Regions from separate parts of the Columba livia genome. Here region 1 is linked to region 2. Evidence: chromatin contacts called from public Hi-C data. All regions are on one chromosome and are shown on one strand. The core of a region is the stretch at or near the end of the contact, and the rest is flanking DNA. Distances in the headings are between cores, read along the strand shown.

What was found. A called contact is a pair of places that touch in the nucleus more often than the background predicts.
Region 1: a Hi-C map of liver shows a contact between it and region 2, with 5 times the contacts expected there. The contact joins the enhancer-like site here to the promoter of MTDH in region 2. A contact is called at or near these places in 2 of 2 Hi-C or Micro-C datasets (crop and liver).

Annotation. Positions count from the first base shown.
Region 1 is chr2:139,032,113-139,037,245 of bColLiv1.pat.W.v2, reverse strand. MATN2 (matrilin 2) reads right to left here. Exons shown (of 27, transcript XM_065054062.1): 22 at 4,723-5,133; 23 at 2,047-2,199. Among named protein-coding and RNA genes, the nearest start is that of RPL30, 14 kb to the left of the region's middle. Within about 2 kb of position 2,770, at least 1 of the 3 cell types and tissues checked has an H3K27ac peak away from gene starts, as active enhancers do.
Region 2 is chr2:138,848,905-138,854,204 of bColLiv1.pat.W.v2, reverse strand. MTDH (metadherin) reads right to left here and starts at 3,734. Exons shown (of 13, transcript XM_065054060.1): 1 at 3,115-3,734. The coding sequence starts at 3,519.

The sequences.
Region 1 (5,133 bases), core at 1,521-4,020, 180 kb before region 2:
GCATGTGCCCAGAACAGGGGTGAAGAGGCAATCATGATGAGTGGGTATTATGGATGACACTGCTGTAGCCTTGTTAGTGTTTCCAGTCAGATGAGGAATTAACATTAACCAAAGCAATGAATGGGAGGCTTCTGGCTAAACTCCTCTTAATAAGAGGCAAAAAAAAAAAAAAAAAGACTTTTTTACTAGTAGTCATAAAGAATAATTAATAGTAATAATCAGCTATTCTAGAAGGGTGATGCTTTCTTGCAGAATAAAAGGAAAAAGCCTTATTCCAGAAGAGATTTGGGGGCTGCTGCTTTTCTTGGAAACAGCCCATCAACAGCTGAAACTAGGGATGAGAGGTTTTTGTCAGTGAGCCCATGAGGTTCAGAGGGTCTCCCACTGCCATCACAGGCTGGAGCCTTGGAAGTCCTCAGCTCAGGACCAAGACCCAAGTTAAAATTACTGCTGATACAAAGGCAGGAGAAAATTTAGGCTGGAAACCAAAACAGGAAACAAAAATGAACTTTCAGCTTGTGTAACAGGCTTGGAGGCAGCACTTCTGGTGGAGTGAGTTGATAAGCAATAGGTAGTCCTGGAGTCTCCAGAAAAACAAGGCTGGGTCAGTCCTCAGTGCACAGGTGTGAGGCATTGCATGTCAGTGACAGAGCAGGAGGACAGAAACTGAGAGGCACCAGCTCTGCCCAGTTACTAGAGGTGTAGTCTAGAAACGGCCACAAAGGGGCAGGATTCACTTATTTTTCATATGGTAAGTAATGTAATTTAAAAAAAAGGTAGCTAACCACCGCTGTGGGTACCTGAAGGATGCATTTCCATTGCAGAGCTCTGGGGTTTGCTAATGAGTGACAATTTTTATACTGGTTGCCAGATAGTTTTGGCTTTGGCATCCCCCCAAGTTTTTAAGATAACATGCTGTCATCGGCACATTATCTGCCTAGTAAGATGGTTAATGAACAGACTTGGTTTCATGTTTTCATAGTGTTTTGCATTTCAGAAAGATGGTGCTAGAAGATTCTTAGGACTGAGAGAAACACAAATAAGATAGAATCTAGGTAACATTCTCAGATTCTTCCTTGACATCTGTATGAGGAAGAAATGCACGGCTTCTAGTCAGCCACTTTTACACAGTAATGTTACAGAAGAGAATGATACCTGTTTGCATTTATTTCCAAGAAAAACAGCCAAATAAAATCTAGTGAAAATTAAATCATGTTGCACAATTCTAGTGCTATGACCAATGTTATTCACAGTGATGTTTCTGAATTTTGCTTCAGGTACCAATTTGAATGTACAAATAATACCAAGTCCTGGGAATGTGTGAGTGGGAAAGATGTGCTGTCGTCTGGCTGAGCAGCTTTCTTCCCAGCTCACATTTCCCCCTTCCCCTTGCAAAACTTCAGCTTGGAATGTTTATCTAGAGGCTGTTTGTGCCAGAGTGAGGAAGGGTTCTTTCTAGAACAAACCACCTACATTTGTGCAGCAAAACTTAGAGCTTATGCATAACTGAAATCCAGTCTTTATAAGCTAGGAATCCATGGTCAGTGAACTATTTTTAGTCTTTTATAAGTATCACAACAGCTCCTGATCATTTGGTTGTATGCATTTTGGGGTTTTTACCACTGATATTAACAGCAATTTTTTATTCTCATTAAGACATTACAAATCCCTGATTATTTTCCCACATTCCTAATAAAGTAGATCATGCTTCTTTGGAGGGGTGCGGTTCAGTGCATGCCTGACTTAACTGTAGAAAAAGAAAGGGGAGGGAGTAATTGATTCTTCTGGGCACAGAAGTGTACATTTAATGCCACTGTTAGGAAAATAAAGGAAAAAACAACTATTCTAGATCTTGGTGATAGATTAAGGGTATATATTCCTCATATATTAAAGGGCACAAAAATTACCGTGAGTGACTTACGCCTTGCAATATCTGACACCAATGATCTATAACTTACGCTATGACACTAGTTGTCCTTTTAGGCCTGCGAAAAATCTATAAGCATTCATTCCTCCTTGATCTCAATGAAAATGGAATACTGTTACCTTCACAGATTTGGGCTCTTAGTTCTTCACTTATGTCCTCCATAGCTGTGAAATCCTCAGCATAGAAGAGATGTTTGTATGATGGCTCAGAAGCAATTTCTAGCAGTTCTTCCTCAATTGCTTTTCCTATTCCAACAGCATAGATAATTATACCTAGGTTCAAAAGAAGTTGCACAAAATTAATACATCAGCAGTTCTAAACCCTGTTCCTCTATGAAAGGAAAATATGAGCATTAGTCATTTTAGAGAGAGAGAAAGGGAGAGCACAAGAAATGTATATGCTGTGTGTATTTTAAATTGTGTTCAAGCAGGCTTTAATATGCTTTATTTATTTAGAAGATGTGTAGAAACTCACTGCTTTGTTGTAATTTAACAGCTAGTTTGTAAATTAGAGAGATGACAAGTTGCCTGGCCACTACTGATAGTAAATGAACCCAGGAAGAGTGCTGCAAAACACTTGAGGATCACACAAGTCAGCCTCATGGTTGTACTGAAAGTTCCTGGTTTGTGCATGTCTGTGTACTTAAGGTATGTGCAATAAAGATAATTACTGGATTGATGGGGAGACCCACTATGTATCTGCAAATGTGACAGAACCCTGAAAGATGCCAGTACTTTTTTAGAAAACATATAAATACCTCGTCTTTCATCAGAACCCTCAGGGCACATGGAGACTAGATTCTTATGCTCTGATGGATAATAGTGGGCTGGGTACAAAGAACAGGGGAAAGAAACTATTTGCGAGGCTTGGAGAGAAAGAACCTTACAACAGGGATGCTCAGTATAAGTGTGTCCCCAGCAGAGGTGCTAGGAAGAAAATAAAAGAGGATTCACAGTTTTCTTCACTCTGAAAGCGGAGCAGAAGGAAGCTGTTCACAGCCTGCTCACCACACAGATTTTAAACAAGGAATGAATACAAAACATAGTGATCTTCAATGTCTCCCTTTTCAGCAGTTAATAATGGACTTTTTATTCTTGTGAACATGTGATCTGATAGAACATTTACATCAGTTCTGGTTTAGAAAGTGACCACAACTAGTACTGATTCTGTGATTCATAATACAGCTATTAGCTGGATTATGGTGAGGAGGCTTGATATCTCTTTTTTTTATCAGAGGAAAATAACAGCTACACTTTTGTTGAATTGCAACTTTAAACTTTTTGCTGAAGAATCTTGGGCCTAATAACATCATAAAATATAGATTTTCCAACTCTTTAACATTTAACATAAGCATCTCCTTTTTGTCATGAATCTGCCTTCCACTGCACTTTAGTCAGGAAAGTAAAACATTCACCAGAAATGGATTCAATTTAATGAATGGACCGGTCATGCTGAGGTCTGTTGCTTTTTAAAGACTTGGAGATATCAGTGATAAAGCATTCAAGGCCAATTTCATATTCAGCATTACTACATTGCCTATGCTGCAATTACACAAGGGATGGATTTGGCTTGTAGCATTACAAATATTAGTGTAAGCAGTCTGGAACGGAGGTTTCATTCAGCAAGTAAGCAAGGTTGGCTTGTACTTCTTTCCTTCTCCAGTCCTATAAATGCTCCATGTACTTTCCCACATCTCATTAGTTAGCATACAAATATTTGGATTTGGTTTTGATATTTAAAAAAACCCCACTTTGTTTCTATTTCATTGTACAAGCACCCTTGTTAGCACACGCTCTTCTCATATCCTTGGATGTTTTTCTCCTTACGCAGAGGTATCAGCCCTGACCAGGGCTATACTAATCATGCGTCAAGTCATGATTGTTTTATGGAGACAATAAAACAGATGTGCAGCATCTCCTAAAGTCTGGCTGTTTTCTCTGTGGCGTGGGACATGAGCCACAGTTCTTAAAGCAGTTTCTCAGAAACATTTTGCAAACAAAAAGGGATCCTTTAAAGGCTGGACCTGATGCTCCTTGTGGTCCCTTCCAACCTGGTATTCTATGATTCTTTATTTCCTTTAAAAATTTTCAGATAATGCTGCTGAACAGCTGAAAAATCTCTGCTTTGTAGTACAGATATCCTAGAGGATGGATTTCTGTGCCAGACATACTGTGTTAAAAATCACCAGTTTTTAAATACATTTCAACATGAGCTATCACCTGCCAAGGCACATAGAATGGTAGACGTTGCTACAGCTATATCCTTTTCAAAGGATGACCTTTTGGAACACGATTGGCAGTATAAAATTGGTTAAAAATACAGAATACATGTTAATAAAAATATAACCAATTATTACCACAGTATTTCTCAGGAGGATATATTTCTGTATTTTGAAGAGACATGATTGGGATTTTTTTTGTTGTTGCTTTCTTAGTGTCTTCTTAGATTTTTTTAATGAAGTACCCAGTGTTCCCCAATCTCTGTATGAAATGTGTACCCTTAGTGGATATGTTCAGAGCTCTGCATGGCATGCCAGGCAGGTAGCGCTGCTCCCTGTGGATTGCACGGAGACATTCATCACGGGCCCCGCAACAGGGATGACATGCACACCTTGTAGCAAAGGCTCCTGTGAACACCAAAGATGTGATGTTCTGCTGCCGTGGTCGCTGTACTAGCTGGACTGTTATGGCAAACACTCTCTTCATCAGCACGTACTGTAGCGCATTCATACTACTCCTACATCTTATTTCTAACAATATTTGCCTTTAGAGTGAGTCAAAACCATCTCCACTTACCATTTCGCTTTGCTCTAGCAGCCCACTCAGACACTTCATCTTGGGCTCGTCCGTCTGTAATCACAATGGAGATTCGAGGGACGTTTGCTGAAAATGGTCTCGCTCCTTCTGTTTCAGTGAAGCTTCTCTCAAACATTTGCTTCAGGGCCAGTCCTGTCATGGAACCTCGCCCCATGTATTTCATTTGGGACACAGCTTTCTTCATGTCTTTGGCTGAGCTGAACTGCCTTAACGTAAACTCAGTGCGAACTTCAGTGGAATACTGAAGCAAACCAACTCGAGCAGCTTTGGGTGAAATCTCAAGTGCATCCAAGATTCCCAAGACAAATTGTTTTACAGTTTCAAAATTATCCTCTCCGAGACTTTTTGATCCATCAATCACAAACACCAGGTCAAGTGGGCCTTCAGTGC
Region 2 (5,300 bases), core at 2,485-4,984:
ATGGTTACTCTCAAGTTTCTAGGGTATTTTGCAGATTGTACAGAAATCATGTATGAAGAGTTTCACCTTCTTCTGCTGAAAGTTTAAAAAGTACAAGAGAGGCACAGCAGTTATTCAAAATGGAAAGGAATTTAAATTAGAGATCAAGGGATTTTTTGAAAGAAAAAAAAATTTAACAGGGGCCAAAAAATTCTCTGACGGGAGACAAAGAGCTCTGCCCCTGCCAGGAGCTAAAAACCAAACCAACCAAGTAAAAAGAGAGAAAGAGGCTTCAGGTTTACTGCAGAGACTCTAAAGTAGGATACCATGATACCACCTTGCTCCAAGCAGCTGGAAAAAGCCAGAATTGGCTCTGTAAACTAGTGTTAATGAATGCAAAACTATTTCAGCTTAATTTTTTCCCCTCAGTCTGCCCACAGCAAGTAAATAAACAGAATCTCATAGTTGCTACTGTATCCAGTCAACACAGTGCTATTCAACAAAAATTATTTTACTGAAAGTTTCAGTTAAGTTGTACCCTACCTATACAAGAACCAAATAAAACCACATGCAAGAAAAAAGCAATACTATTCTTCAGAAAAGGTACAGCGAAGAACTCTTCTGATCCTGACTGATGAAGAGTTACTCATCACTGCTATACGATGAGCTTGGTAATTCCATATTAAAGTGACCCCACAGCTTTTAATTAGACATCTGTAGTGTGCTCTTTAATGCTACAGACCAGTTGCTCTAAGCTTTCTGAAATGCCCACAGTGGAAATCTAGACCCTGGCATAGCAAACCCTGTAGTAAATCTACCGATAATAGGCTTAGTCTTTTTTCCTTCACAGACCTTAGTATTAACATCACAGCATACAAAAACAGAAGATGGAAATGACTAGGCAGCAGTCAGGAAGATTTTTTTTGTTGCATCTTTAAATTTCCAATGTTATTTTCAGAATTTTTCATGTGAAAGTCAGAAAATATTGTGACATGCTAATACAGGTCTTTATGAACTGATCTTGGAAAGTGAGCATGAGACAGGGCTATTAAACTTTGCCATTGGTATAAACTTATTTGAACTACAGCTAATGATTCAGTTTGTGCATTTTGTTTTTTTGAAGAAGGTGGGTTTTTGTTTGTTTGGTTTTGTTCTTCACCTCTGCATGTAAATAATGAATACCAAGTACTATAAAAATAACTTTAAAAATCTTAAGAATATGGAATGACAACTTGACATACGAAAAACTATTTTATGCTTTTGATTATGAAAATACTTGCTCTTACACAGCCTCAACTTGCATTATTTTGTGTGTGAATAAATGAAACTTGAAACAATACAAGTATTTATATTCACCAATAAGCCAATTAGTTAAGTTTTATATAAAATTAATACAAAGTTTGCTTTTATGGAGCCCTACACTACAGATCACTGCCAAGTTAACAGAGTCTCTACTTCTTCACTTTATCTTCTGTTGAGGCATTTGTTATTGTCTTCAATGATGACTTGCAAGAGTTTACGCTTTGTTTTTATACTGGAGGTTAAGGCAAATAAAACAAGCAAAACCTAAATTATTTCTAGGTTAGTATTTCTTTTCAAGAAGGCATAATAGATCTACTAAATCTTAAAGTATTTGCTGCTCTAGATGACAAAAAAAAAAATTTCATCTTTAACATGCTTTCTCCAAAATGGAGACCTAGCCATACTGGAAAGATTCTAAATGACAACGCTTCCTCTTCTCAGTGCTCAGTGTTCAGCCTCTTGCAACTTCCAGAATCAACTTCAGTAGCTCACTGCTCAAAGGCAGGCTGGTGGCGTATGCACTTTTTTTTTTTTCTTTTAAGATAGTCTAGCCTTAACTTCTCATTAAAGAAAAAAACCAAACTTTTCGAGTCTTAATACTGCCACAGACTCAAACAAAGGTACAATCCCATTTTCTTTTCTTTTTCTGGTCATTAGGTAAACATTTCAGATTTTATAGAGCAAGACATAATTAAAAGACACAGTTCTAAGAGGCAGGGGACATCTGCTGCACTTTCATTCCTATAAGCCATTTGGACATAAATAGGATTACAAACATACTAACAATATAAAAACTATAGAACCAATTTCTTCAAGCCCAAAATTATGATAACTGGAAGTTTAAAAGGGATAGTTGATAATTTCTGCATTCTACTGATTTTCTCATGAAGTGAACACATACTGACAAAGATGGAAGGTTCCCACAGCACATACTGAGGATTAAAAAAACAAACAAACAAAAGAACAGGAACGAACTCTTTTTAAGGGGCTGCTAAGACAGATTTCCTTATTAAAGGAGATGATCCTTACTGTAACAACTAAGTCAGACATATACCTACTGAGGCAAGCTCACCACAAGACTGATGTTAACATCTTCTGTCGAAACGACACTGCAAAAAGCCTTACTCAAGTTTGAATCATCACAGCATTTATGGGCCTTATAATGCTGTTTCAAATAGCCCGTACCTGCCTGACTGCAACTCCTGGCTTGAAAACCCAAGCCATACTAACTAAGGTCTCCACTAGTGGTTCCTAACCTTGTGAGCATTCGATTAATAATAATTTTAAAAAATAGTGCTTTCATATAGCTGTTTACACTCAAAAGCTTATAAAAGGAAACAAGCGTTTTCATCACCCAGGATTATTAACGTATAACGTCCGCGTGTGCACACTGCTCCTCCAGGTTTTCAAAGCAGCCGAGTAGCCCAGATGCCACGAGAGAGCTCCAGACAGCCAGGACCCCATCCCTTCCATAGACACACACCGCCCAGGTGAATCGCACGGCGCAGCTCTATGGCCTCCCGGCCCTGCGAGCGGTCCTCCCCCCTCTCAACGGTGCCTAATCAACCTCCCCGGGCCTTGTCCCCGGTGCCCCCTGCTCGGTAAAACGCTTGCAACGCTTGCCCCCCGAGCAGCGGTCATCGGGGACAAGGCCCGGAGAGAGACGGCCGCGCTGCGGGCCGCTCGCCACACGCGACCTCCCCCCCACCCGCCCCTTTCCGCAGGGGACTCGCCGCGCCCGCCCGGGCGCCGCCGTCCCCATCCCGCCGCTGTCAATGAGCCTTTCCTCCCCACTCCCCCGCCCCGCCGGCGCGGCCCTCGCAGCCCCCTCACCCGCGCCGTTTTCTCCGGAAGCTTCTTCTTGTTTCGCTTCTTCTGCTCGTCGCCTTTCAGGTGTAGTTGCCCGGGGCCCGGGCCCGCCGCCTTACCCTGGCCCCCACCGGCTGTCAGGCCCGCGCTGACCGTCTCATCGCCCTTCCGTTCCGCTGCGCCCCGCGTTGGCTTCTTACGGAGGCCGCCGCCGCAGGCCACGGCCAGCAGCAGCCCCAGCAGCGCCAGCCCCAGCGCGACCGGTACTACCAGGGCGAGCCAGGTGGGCAGGCCCTGCGGGTCGAGGCCCAGCTCGAGGCCCAGCTCGGCACGCAGCAGGCCCAGGCCGCCCGACAGGACGTCCCGCACCCGGGCCGCCGCCTCCTCGGCCTGCTGGGCCGCTGTCTCCTGCCAGCTCCCCGCAGCCATCGCGGCACCCTGCCCCGCAAAGGCCCAGACCGGGCGGGGCGGCGAGAGAGCGCTCAAGCCGAGCGCATCGCGGCCTCGGGAGGACCGCGCTCGCCTGCCCGAGCGGAGCCGCCGCGGGTGTGTGGGTGAGGACGGGACACGAGCGAAGCCTCGGCGGGACGCGGCTCCCTCAGTCCCGGAGGCGCCCGGGTCTCCTCCTCTTCCTCCTCCCCGCCCTCCGCCTCGCGCGCAACGTCACCGCCCCGCCGAGCGCCCGGCGCTGCCGCAACGCGCTGCCATCAGCGCCGCGCGCGGGGCGGAGGGTGACGCCTGACAGGCGGGAGCGGAGCTCCCCGCCCCCTCAGCGGCCGCCGGGCGCCCTCCTCCTGCCCCGCCCCGCCCTACCCAGGGTGGTGCCAGCTGCGGGGCGGTGCGGAGAGCAACCTCGACGTGGCAGCCAGCGAGCGCGGTGGGGGCGGACGGAGGCCGGGGGGCCGCTTGGCACCGCCCGGTGGTGGGGCCGCGTTGCCCCTGCGGCCGGGGCGGGAGACCCCGCGGCGCTTCACACGGGGCCAGGGCGAGCGGCTTTGCTGGGGGCGAGCGGCTTGAGGTGGCCGCCTGTCGGCCTCGGCAGCCGCTCTGGCCGGCCTGGGTCCTCATCCTGTGGGCACCCCCGCAGACACACGTCCCTGCTGCGGTGCGGGCCGCTACCACCCGCCCGGCGCGGTGCTGAGGCGGCGAGTGAGGAACGGCCTCGGTGTGGTGCCTGTGCCACAGCAGGGCCCGCCCAGACCCGCGGTAACGTGGGTCCATTTCCACGGCGACGGTCACTCGTCAGCTCTATTTTAGTTCGCAGTTGCCCCAGAGGGGCGGCGCAGCTCTGGTGCGGTCGCGTTAACTGCCGGTTTGTGGGTGTTGGTGCCACCGGTGCAACTCCAGGAGCAGCCCCGGAGCCACGTCAGGGCGGTCTGGGACTTGCAGGTCGATGTTGTTGGCTGTCGGGCTTCAGAGGCCATGGTGAGGGCCCCTCAGAGGTTGGCTCTTCAGCAGAGAAGGCATTTGAAAAGGTTGCCAAAAGAAGAATCAGTGTACTTTTAGTTACTTCTGAATACACTAGACAAGGTTATGTAACAACAGAGATATTTTCTAAAAGCTGTATTTTCTAACAACATCCACAAACAGGTACTGCTTTGTGAAAAATACAGCTGTGTATATTACAGTGGGAGTTGTTTTGTCAGTAGGAACTCCAAACCCGTGTTCCTTCATGAATGTTAAAAATGAACCCTTAAAAATTTGACCCCAAATGCATGTCTTGATCTTTAAAATATCTGGTCTTACAGCATCCAGCAGTCATGCAGAATTTAGGCTGTCAGAACCTCAGAGCTGGCATTGATGAGTGGCTTTACAAAGACTATAGTCTTATGCAGTGGTGCATTGCTGGAAAGCAATGCTGTGTCCCACTCGTTCCATTTGCAATTCTGCTTACAAAAATGTTCCTCTCTCATAGCCTGCTAGAAAAACATCTGGGTTTAGTGCATTGAAATTTGCACAGGATACTGTCAATTCAAAATGTAAAATAAAATTTGTTTAAACAGCACAGTGATAATTTATGCTGGTTTCATATACTCATAACTTTGCTTTATTTTGTTAATGTGTTTTTCACATACAAGTATTTATATGTTTTTAATGTTCTCATTTTTGTTTAGTAAACTACTCCTAAGTTGCTTTTAAGTCCTAGGTTTTTTTGGGTTTGCTTTTTGTTGGTTTTGTTTTTGTTTTAATACCACCAGGCTGTCAATTCC